Regions from separate parts of the Mus musculus genome. Here regions 1, 2 and 4 are each linked to region 3. A link is a contact called in public HiChIP or PLAC-seq and promoter capture Hi-C data. All regions are on one chromosome and are shown on one strand. Each heading gives the region's core, a stretch centred on a gene start, on an enhancer-like site or on the middle of the called end of the contact. The rest is flanking DNA. Distances are from core to core; before and after follow the strand shown.

Region 1 (3,214 bases), core at 263-2,762, 85 kb after region 3:
AATCTAATAACTTATTTGTTTTCCTTTTAAATCTGATATTCTTATATCTGGGGGTTTGTAGGAAAGAAAGACAGGGTTGGGTTGGGGTCGGGAAGGAGAGGCCCAGATTTTCAAAGGACCAGGAACAGGACCTGGAGCCAGTGCTACTGGGTCTGACTGGCCCTCCCTGGGCCCTGGCACTGGGCTCTCGGGGCCCCTTGGGTCGGAGGTGAGATTGCATGGGGGACCTGTTAGAGCCTCTCTCTCAGGGGGAGGCCTTCCAGGAGGGGCAGGGCACTACTGCCAACTCCATGTTGGCACTTCATGAGCTCCCTGGGGCCCAGGCCCCCTTCCTGGTTAACATCCTGGATGGGAGGCCCAAGAACAACAACGCCTTCCCCCAGGCACTGTGGCAGTCCCAAGAGAACCTTGGCAGGCATCAACCTCTCAGGTGAACTGCCCCTGGGACTTGGAAGACCAGCCCTGTGCTCCAGAGGGACCTTGAGAAGGTTCAGGGTCTCTCCAAGGCCACACTGTGCTGGAGAAAGGACCTGGATCGTGGATGACACCCCAGCATCTCACTGCCATTCATCCCTCGCTGGATCTCTCAGGAGAGGCACAGCCATGTCCTGTGCAACTGGCAAACAAACCTCTCAAACTCAACAGGTTCCAAACTCTGGCTGTCTTTTTCCTCCTTCCATATATTTTCATAGCCTGATATCTTGCCCCCACATACCTGACTGGGCAAAGAGACACCCAAGCGCCATGCAGGAAATAGATCTGGTAGTATAACCTCGATGAGACCACAGCCTGGCTGGACTAAACAACAGAAGTGTGTGTCATCAGCTTCAGGATGCTGAAAGTCCCAGGTCAGTGTATTAGCAAGAAGGCCTCTCCTAAGTCCTCCTGTCTTGGCTTTTGACAGCTTCTTTTATGGTGCATCCCGATGGTGCTCTCTCTGCATGTCCGTATCCTTAGTGTCCTCTGTATCCAAACTTCTACCTACGAGAACACAAGCTGAACTGGGTGAGAGACCAGTCACAGCCTCATTTTAATTTAACCTTTTCTTTAAAACACTCTCCCCAGATGCAGTGGTATTTTGGAGGGTCCTGTAGATTAGGACTTCATCGTGTGTGTTTAGGGGGTGGGTGCTGTGGCTTAGATATGAAACACTCGCCACCAAGGCTCATGTTTTGAAGCTTGGTTTGAGGGTATTGCATTGTAAGGGACTGGCCTTCATTAATGGCTCCAATTATAGATTCAAAACTTGAATGGGCTGTTAGGGATCTTAATGGAAAAGTAAGTCATGGGGGCGTGTTGTGGGGAGACAGATCCTGCCCTCAGTCCATCCTGATGTTCTCTTTCCTGCCCGCCAAACATTCCTCTCGCCACCATGATGGTCTGCCTCCCCACAGGCTCACAGCAACAGACTTAAATCTCTAAATCTCTGAGCCAGAATAAATTCCTCCCTGTAAGCTGTCTCTCAGGTATTTGTCATAGCAATCACAAGCCTGACTAACACAGAGAGGACATGCTTCAGCCCACAATGGATGCCCCGGCTCTGCTTCTTCTCCTGTGAATCACTAAGCCATGCGCACACCACTTCCTCTGTGTCGCTTGAGTCTGTCCATGTCTTTCCCTTGTCACACGAGTTCAGGTGCCCCTCATCTCCTATCTGGTTACTTTCCCCAGAGTCCTAACTAGAGTCTGATTCCGCTGACATCCCAGTTTTTTACCCAATAGCAGATGAGCTTACAGACCACTCAAACCAGTCTCTGCCCATTCATCTTGTAAATCTATCCCTGGTTGCTCCTACACGTTAACATAAACCTGGCCTCCCTAACATGGATGGCAACCCCTGCATCTAGCACCCCCCTCTCCCATCATGGGGGTCTTTCATGTGAATCTCTGCCCCCCATCCCCACCCACATGGCAGGCACCCTTAACCCTTCTCACCCTTTAAAGAGGAATCCAACTATTTCTCATCTGTTTTTATGTGTTTATTTATTTATTTATTTGTCTTCAAAAAGTATATTTTTAATCATACTCTTTCCCTTCCCCCAACTCTTCCTAGATCCTTCCCACCTCGCTACCCATTCAACTTCATTTTCTCTCCCTCTCTTTCCCTCAAAAAGAAAAGAACAACAACGACGACAACAACAAATAACCCACAAGGAAAACAAATTAGAAGCAAACAAAGCCAAAAAAACGCCAAAAAAAAATAGCAAATCAAAACAAAATGTGCACAAAAAATACGGAGTCCACACTTGTGCTGGCCAGCTACCCCTGGGCATGGGGCCTGCCCTGGATCGAGGTTGACATACCCACTGACAGTCCTTTGGAGAGAATGGATCTTCCTTCTCCTGGCAGATGTCGCTGCAAATAGCTTCTTGGTTAGGGATGGGCCTCTGTGCCTGCTTGTCTTCCTCTGTGCTTGGAACTGCTTAGTTTCTTCTATCTAGAGTTCACCCCCCTCCCCTCCACTCCCTCCCCGCTCCTTCCCATGTCTCCCCAGGCTCAAGCCCACTGTCCGGTCTTTTCCCCCACCCTCCATTCAGACTCCGAGGTGTCTCCAGAAACTTCTATCTACTCTTTCCTGCGGACGCCCAGGACCTGAGGTGGGGCTATTCCCAGGCCTTCCTGTGCTGTGCATTATAATTCCTGTTTCCCAGTCCATCTTCCCGGCAGCCAATGGCTTTTTGGTGAAGCCAGGGGCATTCATTGGCAGATGTATAGGTCCTTCCTAACTCTTAGCTGTGATTGCTATGATTAAATATCTGGGATCTTTAGGCTCCAAGCAATCAGAGGCAAAAGGAGAAGAAAAAGAATGCAGCTCACCAGCAATTTTCCAACCGAGGCCATGAACTAGGAGCTCTTGTGCTGTTTCGGGGGGGGGGGCTCTGATGTTTAGCTATCACCCAAAAATCTGAACTCCATTGTTTGGAGGGGCGTGGCCCAAGCATGGACCCTTTTCAAACCTGAGATATACTATTTGAGGCTGGGGTTGAGAGACCGGGGCAGAGCTCAGAAACAGACCACCGTCTGGTCTCAGTTGGACGGATCCTTGATGGCCGGTGTCTGCTTGTGCCGTAGATAAAGAAGGGTCCCTCATATTGTCACTCCTACCCAGCTTTCTCTCCACAACATGACTCCCTAGGCTGAGAACCAATGTGCCTTTCTATACATTCTTCTGTCCACCTCCTCACCGTGAATACTCGAGCAAGCTTATTGGTTC
Region 2 (3,340 bases), core at 181-2,680, 110 kb after region 3:
TCTTACTAGGCCTCATCTTTTGAAATTTCCATTTCTCAAAACTGGGCCATCAGATGGAAATGTTTAACAAATCAGCCTTCTTGGGAAGGGGATATTTTGTATTCAAATCATAACATATATACTTGTCAAATGTGTTGTTTGGGGAGTAAGGATGAGGAGAACAGCATATCTTTGTTGCAGATGATGTGATCTATTTCCCACCTTTATTGCAGATGTAATCTGTTTCCCGAGTGATTTCAGTCTGTGTCTGGTTGAATACCGTGATCCAGAACACACAGACATGGAGGGTGGCCTATACTAATGACTTATCATCAACTTACAGATTCCATGCTTCACATCGACCGAACTTGTGCTTCATAGCTGCACAAGGGTTCTCTCTTTATATTCTGCAAATCTTTGGGGACAATGGGTGCAAAGGGTCCCCAACCCCCTCTCTTCAAAATACAGTTCTGCTGTGCTGACTTCCAGGTACTGAGGTACAAAAGGAAATTGTTCTGACCAATAGAAACCTTCTCACTGGCATGTACTGTTTATTGGTTTTTACCTAAGAGGTAGTTCTGGCCAAAAGATGCCCTGGAGGGATATTTGAGCATCGGGTCCAGGTGAATCCCTGATCCTTCCTCCATTTCTATTTTCCTATCAATAAAGTATGTGTGTGGTTTGGGTTAAACATGACATGTAGATGTCCCTCCTGCTTTGACATCCTAGGAATCAGCTGCCCTGCCTCGAAGACCTGGGAAGCAGCCCAGAAGCTAGGAGGTCATGTCTTAGAGGAATTAGGGGTCTGGCCCAAGTCCATCACTCTATGATCAAGCCTACCTTTAACCAGGCTACTGGGCTCCAGGGCTACTATGGTCTTAGCTCTTAAACAATGATGTCCTCCAACAGCAGGGTCATACAAATGGTCTACCCAGGCATGAGGAGGCTTAGAGTCTGTAGGAAAATGACAAATAATAATAATAAACTTATCAGAGCAATGCTCAGCCATTGAGTCATTCTCATGACAAAGTCATCTCCAAGGAGTGGGGTGCCCTTGCTGCAGCCCCACCTTAGAATTGTACCCATGGTTGCCCCGTCACACTCTTCCTGTGGTCATGTGAGGGTTTTTCTTGCAAAGAAAGCTACTCTGAGAAAGGAAATGAGAAGAGGGAAGGTATCTTGGGTCAGGGAGGCGAGCCTCTGTTATCCAGTCTCACCAGCCAGGATGAAAAAACTCATGGAAATGTGGTCTCGGTGATGGGTCAGTTCATTTACCTCAGGCTGAAAATAGGTGTGTTTCCCCCAGCAGGTGACTCAGCAGGCCCAAGGAGTTCCTCTAGTAAGAGGAAGTGGGGTGCTCAAGGGCCCTGATTTCCCCTAGGTGCCACAACAACAGGAAGGGGCTGATAACAGAACCGTTGCTTGCATTTCACAACTTCCTGGGCCAGCTGACTTTCTCATGCTCTCTTCCCACAAGCCAACAGTTCCAAAGCCGTGAGATTTCTGCTTCTGCCAACCTAGAGCTGAACGGTGCACCATCTCAGTGACAGCTTCCTTGCAGGTTTTAAAGAGCGGCATAAGGGAGCATGTCTCAGAGTGTGTATGTGTGTATGTGTGTGTGTGGGGGGGGGGGGGGGTGTCCATGTGTATGTACAGATCTGACTGGTCCGGGGGAAAAAGCAGGCTGTGTGTTGCCCATCCTGAGGGCTCCCTTGGCCTCTGACCTCCTTCCCTGACTCCCACCCACCCACATACACTGTGGACTGAGGAGGGCAGCTGCCTCTCTGATCCTGCGCTGGGCTGTTCTGTACTCTAGGGAATTCCACATACCCCCTTCTCCTTGCCCTGTGCTCTTCAGAAAGCAGCAGTCTTAAGGTACCAGGTACTTCTCTGAGGCTCACTGGAAGCTGAGAATCAAGGCAGCTCCTTGAGAACAGAGCCTCATCTCTGGCATCTGTCCAGTTAGGTTGGCATAATTACACGAGGCAATGAGGAACACGAGAGACCTAATGTATGCTCCTAACTCTGCCATTTCTTGCTATGTGACCTTGAACACAGCAATTCCCTCTGGTCTCTCATTTCTCCTCCTTCTCCCTATTTGTCTTTTCTGTACATAGGGGTCAAATCTAAGATATGGTACAATGATTTGCCACTAAACTAAACCACATGCCCAGACCTGTGTGTGTGTGTGTGTGTGTGTGTGTGTGTGTGTGTGTGTGTGTAGAGAGAGAGAGAGAGAGAGAGAGAGAGAGAGAGAGACTTGTTCTTGATATGAGCCCACCTAACCTTGAACTCAAGGTCCTCCTACCCCATCACTCGAGGGCTAGGATTATATCTATCTCTACTTATTTATTTTTTTCAAAAAATTAATTTAATTTTAGGCTGGGCCTGGTATCTATGTATACATTCCAGAAACAGAAAAACAACTATGGAAGACTAAAGAAACCCATGTAGAGGCTGAGGGATGGCTGGGCAAGTCAAGGCACTTACCTCTTACATTTGATAGCTTGAGTTCTATCTCTAGAGTCTAGGATGGATGGACTCTCAAAAGTTGGTCCTCTACGCTACACAGACCTAGAGCCACTGCATGTGTGCACATACTCCTCTCTGACACACACAATGATGATGATGGTGTTGATGAAGGTGATGATGATGATGGTGGTGGTGGTGGCCGTGATGATGACGATGTCATCCAGTAAGTCTTAGTACTGCCTTCTAACAAAACCTTCCACATTTCTTCACCTTTGTCTCTAGGCTGACCTACTTTGACCAATGACTTTCAGGATTGTCCTCCTCCAAGCCAACTGCCACATGTGAACGCTAGCCTGCTGGAAAGGGCACACGGAGAATAGTGGTGTCATGAGTGATAGCCCCAACCAGTGACCAGTTGAGTGATGGAAGCCACCTTCCACAGGCAAGCCAATGAACCAAAAATTTGAGTGAGTTCAGCCTAAATTGCTTGAAGCAGAGATGAACCACCATGGTGAGCCTTGACCAAGTTGTCACCCATAGAACTGTGAAAAATTAAGTGATTCGTGTTTATTTATGTGTAAGTGGAGGGAAGCATGTGCCTGGTGCACATAGGTAGAGATAAGAGAACAATGAACGTTAGTGCTGGTCCTCAGGCACTTTGGGTCTTTCATTGGCCTAGAACTTTCCAGGCACATAAGGCTAACCAGCCCATGAGGCTACCAGGGCTCTGTCTGTCTCCTGTCTCCCATCCTGCTGATTCTGGGACCACAGATGTATCCCGCTATACTTGGCTTTTTATGTGGATTCTAGGGGCCAGAACTCATATCCTCAGATCTGCAAGGCTTGGTTGACTGAGCCATAATCCCAGCGCTGGCTATAATGAATCTTT
Region 3 (2,989 bases), core at 104-2,603:
TTCTGCCTCCTGAGTGCTGGGGATTAAAGAAAGGTATGTGTCACCGTACCATGCTTTAGACACAAGTTTTTAAAATATTCTAGTTTTTTGATTGTTTGTGTCTCACATAGCCGATACTGGCTTCTAATTTCTTACTAAGCACAGAAAGGTGGCCTTGAACTTCTGATTGCCTTGCCTCTCCCTCCTGAGTCCTGGCAGGACAGGCAAGCACTGATATGCTTGGCTTTCTTTGAGATAGGGCCTCACTCTGTAGCCCAGGCCAACCAGCAACACACAATGTAGACCAGACTGGACCTCCTGGCTCTGCCTCCTGAGAGCTGGGTTTGCAGGCATTTGCCACAAAACCTGGGATTAGTTAAACCTGGGAATGCAGAACCTGCAGCAATAGAGGGCCAATTACATTTGGACAGAATCGTCCATGCAGAGAAAAAGAAAGAAAGAAAGAAAGAAAGAAAGAAAGAAAGAAAGAAAGAAAGAAAGAAAGAAAGAAAGAAAGAAAGAAAGAAAGGATCAAGTTGCTGCTGCTGGAGAAAAAACAGAAATGACAAAATCCAGGATCGGCCTTTCGTGAGCATAATGGATGATGCTAGGCGGGGCGGGAATAAACTTACCTGAAGTTTCCGGAAGGCTGTTTGTCATACGGATTACGAGTTAATTCTTCAGGACGTTTGTCATAGAGAAGCTGCTGCCAAGATACTCTCTGCAGCACTGTTTACAGAGGGAACTGCTGGACAGTGCGGGTGAGTTAAACACACAGCGTACGACTGTACAGGTCGCTGTATCTCACACTGTTTTAAAAGCTGATGCTTTGGAGGAGGACTGAGAGATATGGGCTGGGGCTGGAGAGACAGCTCAGCGGTTAAAAGCTCTGACTGCTCTTCCAGAGGTCCTGAGTTCAAGTCCACATGGTGTTGGGGCCCCTGGAGCTGCAGGTATCTGTGGTTGTGAGGTACCTGATGTGATTGCTGGAGCTGACCTTGGGTCCTCTGTAAGAGCAACAGGCATTCTTAGCCACTAAGCCATCTCTTCAGTCCCGAGATCCCATTTTTAAGAAAAACAAAACATTTTTAAAAATCCAGAAAGACATAACAAAGGGCTTCTGATGACTATTTCTATGGGGTTAAGAGGAAACAGCAGTGGGTTTCCTCCAGTCTTCAGTTTAATACTAACACGACGAATGCAAATTATCTGTAAACATACTTACGAGGAATACTATTGACACCCGTTTTGTGTCTGGATCTTTCCACTCGTTGTCTTGCTTAGTCTTAGAAGATCCCTGTAGGGGGGGGAAATGACTAGGCTCACTGTACTATATGGAAGTGGGCGCAGACACCAAGTAACTCGCCTGTGATGACGTAGCCCACAAGGGCCAGAGCCAACCATTTCCGGCTAAGACTAAACCCTCATCTAAAGAATCCCCAGAGGCTCTGCGATTTGTTCTAGGCAACTTTTTAGCAGGAGGGTGGAGATGGTTTGAGGCAGTCTTCCGCCATATCCCTGGCTGTCCTTGAGCTGAGTAAGTCCTGGCAGCCCGGGAACTCACCCGCAATCCTGCCTCTGTTTCCCTAGGGTCAGATTACAGGTGTGAATCAGCCGCCTTCTGAGTATTCAGTACCCTTGACTTGCCTCCCTCTCAGGAGAGAGGACAATGCTCTGTGACAGTCATCTCTCTGCTCCTGAACTTGAGCGTTGGTCTTGGAAACCAGTGCATCTGTTTCCTGTTTCCTTGTTCCTACTCTTGTTGATAAGTCAGAATAAAATCGTCTCTTGAAAGTAGACTAGGGACAGGGGAGCTGGTACCCTCGCATAGCACCTGACCTGGGACGCTAAACTCACAGACTCTGGCTGGCTGCCCTTGCTGCTTTCCTATAAGGCTCCCTCATCCTGACTCCTAGAACATAGGTCATTGGAAAAAAGCCTTCTCTTCTGTGCCATTGACCTGCCCCACTTCTCCAGCATATGGTAACCTTGGGCCCTGAGATAAGCATTGTTTTCCATTGTGAAGTAACCAAAAGAAGAGATATGCCAGACTACAGTTGATACCCATACCCCTTTGCAGTGTTTGGCCCAGAACCACCGACATGGAATGACTTCATCCCTGGCCACAGAAATCAGCCAGGTAACTGGGGGACCGTAATGGCCCAGGGTTATGGAGAAAGGCCAAGGGAGCTTCAACCGTGGATCCCTCAAACATGAGACAGGAGTTGGCCACCTCCTCCCTCCCGACCTGGCACCATAAAGCTGCCTCCCCCACCATCAACCCTTGCAGGAATGTATCACCCTGACAGTTATCAGGCTTCACTCCTTGTTTGACCTGATAAGGGTTTCTCCCCAAGACCCTACAGTCCCTGAGCATGGAGATGAGGCATTGTCCAACACCCTGCTCTGGCCAATGGTATCCAGCCACATAAACCTGGTCCCAGAGACCCTGGCCACCTCCCGATGGGCATAAATACCCCTTTCTCCCCACCAAGAAATGAGCCAGTTCTCCAAAGCTGTTCCTGGGTTTGTTAATTGACCTCTCACTGCCTACCAAGACTCTGCACCGCCCTCTTAAAACATATGCAGACCAGGCTGGCCTTCTGCCTCCTGAGTGCTGTGGGGTTATAGGTGAAGAACACCATGCAGAACTTAAAAAGAATCTTTATGGAAAACACCATACAGCAAAATCTGTTTTTCCTTCCTGCATACAAGCCTATGCATTTCACTCACACACACACACACACACACACACACACACACACACAGAGAGAGAGAGAGAGAGAGAGAGAGAGAGAGAGAGAGAGAGAGAGCACAAATACAGTCAGTGGGGATACATGTGTGTACAGAATATGTGTGGAGACCAGAGGATGATTCTGTGGAGTCAGTTCCAGGAATGGCACTCCAGTCAACGGCTGGTGCAGCGATCACTTTGGCCACTGAGCCGTCTAATTGACTCCCCCAGCACTGAGCCTTGACATGGAGCACTGCTTCATCATGGATGGTTAGT
Region 4 (2,928 bases), core at 14-2,513, 77 kb before region 3:
TATTTATGAGTATGTGTATGTTTTTGGGTGAACATGCTGGATCCTGGAGCTGCAGTTACAGGTGGTATGTGGGTGTTGGGGACAGAACCACAGCCTTCTGCATGAGCAGTCACGGTTACCGGCGGAGCCATCTCCCCAGCTCTTTGTTAGTTGCTTTCTCATCACCGTGACCAAAGTACTTGAAAGAGACAAACTCAGGGAGGAAATGTTTATTTTGGCTCAGTTTCAGGGGGATTTCAGTCAATCACAGGGCGAGGCAGGGTGGAGTGGCTGTCCTGACAGGAGCATGAGGCAAGGCAGCTGCTCACATTTTAATGGACCAGGAAGCAGGAATAGATGGAACCTTCAAAGACTTGCCCCCAGTGACTTCACCCCACTTCCAGACCCCAGCCCTTCAGGGCACAGCTGGAGACCAGTGAACAAACAGACCAGGGCTTCAGTCTGTGAGGCCACTGTGAATCCAAAGTACAACCCTCCAAGTGACCACAATGGAGCAGAGACTGCAGCACGGACTCATATGAAAACCTTTCTGGTTTGCTAATGAGACAGGATGGATGTGTGCCCTGCACATACACATGTCTAAAGGAGGTTCTGCTGTCCTACTCAGTCACCAGCTGCCCATTCCCAACGCAGTAAAATGGGTCGCTCAGCTTCGCTTTACCACCTGGTCACCATGCTCTGTGGGTGGAGTGAATTGGGGCAGCACGAGTTTGTGGGAGAAGGTCCTTAAGCCACTCATCCACAGTGACAGAGCATCACCTCTGGTGAAACTTGGAAGTGGCAGGACCTCTTAGGATGGCTTTTCGTGGCTTGGTAGGCAATAGGGTAGAACAGGTCTTCCTGGGGTGTCCAGAGATCACACAGTGACTGCTACCAATAATTCGAAAACACTAAGTGGATTAAAATGCCAAAACCACAGGACACAGAGGGAACTTAGAAACCATACATGAAACAGAACGAAAGGCAACCTCTGCTTTAGGAATGCCAGGCTGCAGAGAACCAGGATGCCTCTGCGCTTAAATGAGGACTCAGAAGGCAGAAGGAACAAAGGAGCAAGCGCGTGCTCTGCAGAGAATAAGCAGGCCTGGCGTGAGGAAGGGTTGCCATCTTTACAACACCCAGGCTTCCTGCTGTTTCCGGAACAGTGACACAACCTGTTGTGAGCGCAGCAGGCACCTTTGCCCCAAAGCTCACTTAGGAGTGAGCTGCAAGCAGTTAACACTTCGCTCATAAAGTGCTGCCCCAGAGGTCTCAGTTATACCACACCCTGACCTCACAGCGGCTGCAACTCTAGCGAGGAATCAGTGTGGAAGAAAACCTGAGATCCCAAATCTGAGGGGTCAGCATGTATCAAGGGCTCCCTCTAGTGGCTACGGGGAAAACAGCTTGAGATTTAGGCTGAGAGAAAATGGAGCCCCTACACAATGCTGAAGAAAGCACCTTTCTAACTGTGAGGAGGCAAGGTAGGCTGGAAACGGCTCCCAAGAAGTCTTTGCCTTAAGTGGCACTGTACATCAGACATTAATAGGCTCTGACACTCTAGTCCCAAATAATTTGGCTCTAAACCCATGTCCTTCAGGCTTTGGGGCTCTATTATATCACCACCACCACCACCACCACCACCACCACCACCACCACCACCACCACCACCACCACCACCACCACACACTTGCTTCTCTGCACACACACCAGAAGGTGTCTGATACCTCGGGACTTAGTTACAGGCAGCTGGAAGCTACCCGATATGGATTCTGAGAACCAATCAGCAAGCGCTCTTCTTAACAGCTGAGCTATCAATTTTAATGGCTGAATAATTTCTTGAAGACACTCAATTACACAGTCCATCAAAGATAATGTTCAAACGTTAAGGTCTCTGGAAAACTCATACCACAGTGTGCCAACCTGACAGAGTAAATATATCCACATTCTTTTTGCAACCCTAATCTCCACGCTGCCTCGTGTTCTGTGTAGCTACTGGCTGCCACAAGGCCTCTTACACCCAGGAGACACTCTGTCTCTAGGAAGGGGTGCCTGTCGGCCACACGGTGGCAGATTTATAGATAACACTGGCACCTTCCTTGCAGAAGCCTGGCAACTGGAGGTAACTCAAGTCTCCCTGGGACATGGGTAAGTGTGACCTAAGTGTTCCTAAGTTGGTGAGTTCTTTAAACAAACAAACAAACAAAAAACTAACAACAAAAAAAGGCAAAGGGCAGAGACAAAGTGAAGGTGGCAATCATCTATAACCTTAAAATTCGTCTTTGTGTAACGTGCAAGGCCACCTGCAAATAAATGTGTGAGTTTCTTGAGAGAAGGGACCCACGGCTTGGTTCTGTTATCTAAGTGTGCTAATATGTTCACTTGGGCCACCTGCCTGATCTGGGCTTCACATCTCATCTGTAAAATTAGAATATTAAACTAAAATAAAGAAATGCATCTCTGGAACTAAATATATTCTAACTGCAAGGTCCCGTTATTTTTAGCTTAATGTGCAAACACCAAAGCCATATTTAAAGAGGACTTGCTTTGCCAAACCTGAGCTCTAGACAAACCAATGTTTCTTGTAGAGATGTTAATCTACTTTATCAAGATTTAACGTGACCCAAGCCGTAACCTATTTCTAGGCAAGGCTACGACTAAACCAGATTTCATTGGCGTTGCTTTTCCCAGGTGAAATTAGACACAGGGCAGCAGGGCCCCACCCTCACAACAGGGCAATGCTATCCAACAACACAGCATATAGAGAGAAAATGAACCCTCAAGGAGGCACAGCTGCCTACAGGCAGTGCCCACTCTGCGAAGCCAGCAGCTCGCTGCTGTGGCCTGTAAGGACCACTGGCTCGGACAGCGAAGTCTCCTCCCAAACACCATCCAACCAGCAGGCTCCTGCGAGCTGAATGGAGAACTAGCTCCTTCTAGAGTTGTTAG

Evidence for each region. Promoter capture Hi-C pulls out the DNA fragments that hold promoters and counts their contacts. HiChIP or PLAC-seq counts read pairs in DNA pulled down with a chosen protein or histone mark.
Region 1: a contact with region 3 is called in a promoter capture Hi-C map of trophoblast stem cells, with 4 times the contacts expected there. The contact joins two enhancer-like sites. A contact is called at or near these places in 12 of 39 promoter capture datasets (the 3T3-L1 cell line, the HPC-7 cell line, HPC-7-derived erythroid cells and 9 more), 5 of 484 Hi-C or Micro-C datasets (CD4 T cells, the HL-1 cell line, the HPC-5 cell line and 2 more), 5 of 115 datasets of contacts at active chromatin or transcription factors (the HPC-7 cell line, bone marrow-derived dendritic cells, embryonic stem cells and 2 more) and 1 of 9 other capture datasets (embryonic stem cells).
Region 2: an HNF4G HiChIP or PLAC-seq map of pancreatic cancer cells shows a contact between it and region 3. The contact joins the promoter of Mirt1 here to the enhancer-like site in region 3. A contact is called at or near these places in 1 of 39 promoter capture datasets (neural stem cells), 11 of 484 Hi-C or Micro-C datasets (the 4T1 cell line, CD8 T cells, the HL-1 cell line and 8 more), 13 of 115 datasets of contacts at active chromatin or transcription factors (CD8 T cells, the HPC-7 cell line, bone marrow-derived dendritic cells and 10 more) and 1 of 9 other capture datasets (embryonic stem cells).
Region 4: an HNF4G HiChIP or PLAC-seq map of pancreatic cancer cells shows a contact between it and region 3. The contact joins two enhancer-like sites. A contact is called at or near these places in 3 of 39 promoter capture datasets (the 3T3-L1 cell line, liver and stem cell-derived epiblast-like cells), 3 of 115 datasets of contacts at active chromatin or transcription factors (embryonic stem cells, microglia and pancreatic cancer cells) and 2 of 9 other capture datasets (adipose tissue and pancreatic islet).

What each region holds. Positions count from the first base shown.
Region 1 is chr19:53,485,234-53,488,447 of GRCm38.p6, reverse strand. No RefSeq gene overlaps it. Among named protein-coding and RNA genes, the nearest start is that of Gm30826, 5.8 kb to the left of the region's middle. Within about 2 kb of position 1,512, at least 10 of the 459 cell types and tissues checked have an H3K27ac peak or open chromatin away from gene starts, as enhancers often do. A contact at or near this core is called in trophoblast stem cells, where this site is marked.
Region 2 is chr19:53,462,886-53,466,225 of GRCm38.p6, reverse strand. It overlaps Mirt1 (myocardial infarction associated transcript 1), which reads left to right and starts at 1,430. Exons shown (of 10, transcript NR_028427.1): 1 at 1,430-1,540; 2 at 2,734-2,918.
Region 3 is chr19:53,570,580-53,573,568 of GRCm38.p6, reverse strand. No RefSeq gene overlaps it. Among named protein-coding and RNA genes, the nearest start is that of Smc3, 28 kb to the left of the region's middle. Within about 2 kb of position 1,353, at least 46 of the 459 cell types and tissues checked have an H3K27ac peak or open chromatin away from gene starts, as enhancers often do. A contact at or near this core is called in the 4T1 cell line, CD8 T cells, the HPC-7 cell line and 3 more, where this site is marked.
Region 4 is chr19:53,647,351-53,650,278 of GRCm38.p6, reverse strand. No RefSeq gene overlaps it. Among named protein-coding and RNA genes, the nearest start is that of Gm46653, 27 kb to the left of the region's middle. Within about 2 kb of position 1,263, at least 80 of the 459 cell types and tissues checked have an H3K27ac peak or open chromatin away from gene starts, as enhancers often do. A contact at or near this core is called in pancreatic cancer cells, where this site is marked.